2 separate regions of the Mus musculus genome follow, and region 1 is linked to region 2. The links are chromatin contacts, called in public promoter capture Hi-C maps. All regions are on one chromosome and are shown on one strand. Each heading gives the region's core, a stretch centred on a gene start, on an enhancer-like site or on the middle of the called end of the contact. The rest is flanking DNA. Distances are from core to core; before and after follow the strand shown. Region 1 overlaps Abhd5 (abhydrolase domain containing 5). Region 2 overlaps Ccdc13 (coiled-coil domain containing 13).

Region 1 (2,700 bases), core at 172-2,671, 540 kb before region 2:
TTAAAAACAATTTTTAGACTGAAACTTTCTTTGTACAAGGATTAGAATTTTAAAAGTTATGAAGCAGACGCCAATACAGGCAGAGGTCTTCCTCCACTGACTCACCACTCCACAAAGCAAACTTTTTTTTTTGTGAGACAGGTTCTCAGGAAATCCAAGCTTGTATTGCTAAGCAGCTGGGAATGGCCTCAAATGTTTGATTCATTTGCCTCTATCACCCAGGTGGTGGAACTGCAGGTAAGAACTACCACACCTGGCTACACAAACAATCTTTAAAGGCTGGAATTAGCCATGATTTTTTTGCCCCTCAATTTAGTATTTGTACCAGGTGGGTTACACTAAAAATGAAGGGGCAACAAAGCTCTTATTTTTGTAGTTACCTCTTCATCAATGCAGGGCTGTTTTTTACAAGTGAGCTTTTTCTATAGCATATTTGAAATTTAAAAAAAAAAATCATTCCTAATAAAACTGTGAAGAAAGCATTTCCCCTAAGTCCAAACAGAATTTCTGTCCAGGTTTGCTTTAATCAGATTTCTGGTAAGATGGAGTATGGAATCTGACTTCTAATTCTGTTTCTTTAAGACAGGGCACTAAACATACAGCAGCTCCCACGAACACCTATAGAGTGAAAAGCAATGTCTGCCTACCCTTCAGAAGTCCTCACACTTTCTTGCTATCTCTGTTAGTCCTTGGTTAATCCTCTCCTCTGTCTGCCAGGTAACTTAACTACATCTCCAAGGAGACTGTGTCTATCCACTGGGTCTCTGAGGCCATCCAGTTGTCTGGCATTCCCTGGGTTTAGCATGTGGAGACTGGAACTAAGCCTGACAGACTCAGAGCCATTCTTCTGAGGTCACAGATTCTAGGTAAAAATCCACAAGGTCTATCTGTAGACCAGTAAACAGAGATAGCTGTCTCCACACAATTTTGGAAAAAAAGAAAAGTATGACCTATTTAAGCAAGCACTATTAGCCATCGCCAAGGGCTGATGTCAGAGGAGAGTGGAAGTATCAACTGTAATACAAAGAAAAGCCATTCACTGTAAAGACTGTAACTTTCCCAAAGTAAACACACAACACTGGGAAGGCTTGCCAGTGTGTGCCATAAGATTTTCTCTAAAAGCCCTGTGACCTAGGCACTGACCTTCTTGGTTAAGAAGATACAAGCCCCGAAACATCTAATTTTAAAAAGAAAATAATTAAGATTCTTGATCTACATCTATAACCACCCAAGTGGAAACAAAATTAGTAAGGAAAGTTTTAGAAAACCATACTAAAAGTGATAACTCTTAGGAAAGCCAGGTAGTTGTGATTAACATATTTTACAAAAAAAAAAGTTTGATTTTAATTATCCTGCATGTCCCCCTGAACTTTCTACCTAATTTTGTGTAACTATCACTAGCAATGGATTTGTTCCTCATGCCATGAACACTTAAGTTCCTGGTAATTCCTGTTCTGTTCTCTGAGACATTTGACTATCTATAGTGTTACTAAACCTGAATTGCACAATCTATAAATATTGTGAAATGGTGAAAGAAATTTCAAAGTATCCTGAAGAAAATATACAGAAGCCTGGCCAATTTCCACACACTCTTTTGGGCACTTAACGTAACATTTCTAATTAGGTTATAAGTAAAGAGGATTTCATTATGTTACAATTTTGCTTAAAATAGTAGCCATCCTTCTACTGATATAATGAAGCCCAGAAAATGTGCTTACTATTGTTCTCTGTTAAGTAATCTAAACAAAGAATTGTATCTTATTTAAAGAAACCATGAAGCTTTGGGGGTTTTAAAAAGAAATATACAAATTAGAGGTGTTATACATACTCCTCTAACATAAGTCTTCAATCAAAGAAGAATTAAACAGTTTCAAATTGGGCATCCTTTCTTGGAAACAGAAATTTAAAACCCTATTCTTGTGAAAGAGGGGGAAAGAATATGTCACATATAAGTACAATTTAAGTGATGAATACATTTTTAGATATATGAAGCTGAAAGGATTCAGGTTCTCAACTGGCCACTACATCCATGACAGCACTTGTCCTCTAATACACCCATATGTTAATTTAGAATCTTTTAAAAGCTGAGTGGTGTGACTCAGGCCTGTAATGCCAGCACTCAGGAGGCTGAAGCAGAAAAAAATTGAGATTTTGGAGACCAGTCTAGGCTACATAGAATTACACTGTCCTATAAAAGCAAGAGTTTACATACCCACAAGCATACGCATACCCACATAACCTCTCTATGGCATTTCCTACCTTCCCTCACACAGAAAAGGAGCCAAGCACACGGGAAGCAGTTGCACGTGAGCACACACACTCACTGCTCTACAGCTGGAGCAGTATCTCCTTAAGTTCTAAAAGGAGCTTATCCACATTTTCTGTAGCTCAATCAAGGGCGTTACGTTTAACATAAAAACCTAACAATTACTCAAGGCTGCTTCAAAAGTCCATAAAGCTTCCAGATGAGTGTTAAATACTATGGCTCACATCTTTGAATCCTGAAGCATATGTTTTGATTGTGTGGCCCACCCTGATTTTATCAGCTTTGTTTTTTGTCACAGGATTGGCATCTGCATTTGCTGGTCTGTGACTGCAGACCTACTCTGCGGTGCAGGAACAGAGAGGGGCATGGGTTGGTTCATCTAAGGTCAAGAAATAGAATCCTGTTTCCAATATTCCAGGAAAATTTAGGTGTGT
Region 2 (2,700 bases), core at 82-2,581:
CCAGTCTGCAAAGCAGGAGCTCCGTGTGGCCCAGAAGGTCTTCTACACTCAGGGTGTGGGACTTCTTGTGTGACCAGGGTTGGTCCCAGGAAAATCCCGATGACCCACTGGCTTCTTTTCCAAAGCAGGGCTGCTTAGTCCTGCTTGTGCTGGGTCAGTCCTGTCTGGGGTATGGGGTGGCCGGCTTCCTGGAAGGGCTGCCCACTACCCTGAGATGCCCACTACCTGCCTATGAACTGAGGAGATTAGCTCTGCCAAGCAGAGAGAGGACTGGGAGCCTTCTCTGTACCTCCCCCAGTGGCTGCCCTGTGCCCTGGTAGACCCAGTGAGCTGCCTTACCTGTGACTCAAAGGCTGCCTGGCCCACCTGCTGCCTTGCACCTGTGACCTGCAGCACAGGAACAAACAGGGAATTTGTGCACTGAAGGCCCCTTCCCAAGGAAAGTGCTCGGTGCCAGGGTTTTGGATTAACATAGTGAATTTGGCATCTGCCTTCTTTGCTGGAACCACTCAGACTGGCCAAGAATTACAAAACAGTGTTCTATTGTGGAAACAAGGGCCAGAGACTTGTCCTGCTGGATAGGGATCAGCTTGGTGACATACGGAGGGTATTATTTCATCCTCAAAACCTTGAGGTAGGCCTAGCTTCATACAGCTTTGGTGGCCACAGTGTCAGGTCTTCCTGAAGCACGGCAGCCTCAGTTGACTTCTCTGTACTTACAAGAGTCACTTGGCAGAGGCCAGCCCCTGTGGTGTGCAGCACGCCTCCTGAGCCCTCCAGAATTCTGTGATCCCAGGCGAGTCATGCAAGGAGGCAGGCACTGGTGGCTGAATGTGCAGGGAGCAGGGGGCCCTCGGGGCAAGAACAGTGTTGGAGTGTCCCAGAGAAGGGCTGGCCCGATGGGCTCACTACCTCCCAGGCAGAGCAGATCTGGACCTTTAACAGCTGAGCTTTGAGGTAGGAGGGAGGTCATGCAGATAAAGCCATCAGGACCATCAGGAACTCCACCCCAGAACTGCCTGGGAGCCATGCAGTGAGGGCTAGAAGGGCTGGGTAGCCTCTCCCCTGCCCACACTGAGCGCCTTGCTTTGTTTCAGGTTCTGGCCAATGAAGTTGGGGAAGATGTAAACATCCAGCAGCTGCTGGCCTCACCTGGGACCTGGCGGGGAAGGGCTCAACAAATTCTAGTGCTGCAGAGCAGGGTGAGTGGGCTCCTCCTGGACCCCGGAGCACACGGCACTGGCGCAGGCCTGTGGCTCCCACACCATGCCCTTGCAGAGTGAAGGGGTTTTCATTTGTTTATTGCCTGCATACGCACTTACATAACACTTTGCACATGCCCAGTCCTGGCTCTTAACCAGCCCCACAGCCTTGGGTTTCATTTCTGTCTCTGCAGGCATGCTTGCCTGAGTTCGTTTAAGTTTGCGTGACTGCTGTAATGCTTTTTCCAGTTTCATACCAGAAGCTTTTTGTTAGCCAGTAAAACAGCCTGGTCTGCCTCTTTATTTTCTAAGTATTTTGGCACACACCACAGGTAGTTAAGAGAAGCAGTTCCAGAGCTGACTGGCTTGAGTTCAAACCCTAGAGATCTCCTCACCACCTGTGGACTGGCACGCAAATTACTCTCTGTGCCTCAGTCTCTGCATCTGTGTAATGGGGATAACAACACTTGTGCCTCCCTAACCCCGAATCCTTGGTCTGTTGGCAAGATTGATTGTGTTGGCATGTGTAGGGGTGGGTTCCTCAGCAGGGAGCCATCCTGAAGAGAGCACTAGACAGGTTAGCCGAGATTTACTACCCTACTCCCACCTCCACCCTCATTTTGCCTTTAGAGTGAGAAGCTTCCAGAAGCTTCCTCGAGCATGCCACCTGCATCCCCTGGGATCAAGTCTACACCCTCCTGGGTGCCTTTTAAATTAGGGTTATCCATGAAATCCTTGAAGCCAGCGTGAAGGGAAACAACATCCCCCAAAGCTTTGGGACCCTAGAGATGTGAGCTCAAGTCTCCTCACCGTTGCTCTGGTGAAGCTGTGTGAATGACTTACCTCCTTCCGTACCACCTTGAACACGCCTGATCTCATCTGATTCTTGACAGTGGTGTAAAAGAAACACATACTAGAGAAAAGGCTGCCACTATCATGTGGCACAGCTGTGGGGAGGCATAAAACCAGAGCCTACCTCTCACCCTGAGAAGTATCAGCTCAAAAGGCATCGGAGGCCTCAGTGTTAGGCCCACAGCCTGGCGATGCTCTAGGAACAGAACACGGCCCTCTGAATAGGGACACAGGGCAAGAACTGATAGGATGGCATTAAACGGAAAGGATTAGGGAACAAAATGCCCAGCAGAGTGATGAGAACCTGCTGTGTGGGCAGCCTTTGCCACCTGTAGCTCTGAAGATTGATAATCAGAATATATAAAGAACTCCAAAACCTTAGCAAAAGAACAAACAACTCAAATTTTAAATACACAATTATTTCCACATACACTTCTGAAAAGAAGAAATACAAATGGTTACGGAATGTATATATGTGTGTGCATGTGTGAAGAGGCCAGAGTAGACATGAGGCAGTGTCTCCTACACCCAGAGCTTCAGGCCTCCCCTGTCTCTGTGTCTCAAGCTCTGGGGTTACAGGCAGGCCGCCTGTTAATAGTCAACATCCTTAGCCATTAGGGTAAGGATACACTAAGATTTCCTCTCT

What was found. Promoter capture Hi-C pulls out the DNA fragments that hold promoters and counts their contacts.
Region 1: a promoter capture Hi-C map of the C10 cell line shows a contact between it and region 2, with 3 times the contacts expected there. The contact joins two enhancer-like sites. A contact is called at or near these places in 2 of 39 promoter capture datasets (the C10 cell line and liver), 1 of 115 datasets of contacts at active chromatin or transcription factors (stem cell-derived neural progenitor cells) and 1 of 9 other capture datasets (embryonic stem cells).

Annotation. Positions count from the first base shown.
Region 1 is chr9:122,356,087-122,358,786 of GRCm38.p6, reverse strand. All of the region lies in intron 1 of Abhd5 (abhydrolase domain containing 5), which reads right to left. Among named protein-coding and RNA genes, the nearest start is that of Abhd5, 5.8 kb to the right of the region's middle. Within about 2 kb of position 1,421, at least 26 of the 459 cell types and tissues checked have an H3K27ac peak or open chromatin away from gene starts, as enhancers often do.
Region 2 is chr9:121,817,997-121,820,696 of GRCm38.p6, reverse strand. Ccdc13 (coiled-coil domain containing 13) reads left to right here. Exons shown (of 16, transcript NM_028384.1): 6 at 1-37; 7 at 1,098-1,202. Among named protein-coding and RNA genes, the nearest start is that of Gm51698, 16 kb to the right of the region's middle. Within about 2 kb of position 1,331, at least 44 of the 459 cell types and tissues checked have an H3K27ac peak or open chromatin away from gene starts, as enhancers often do.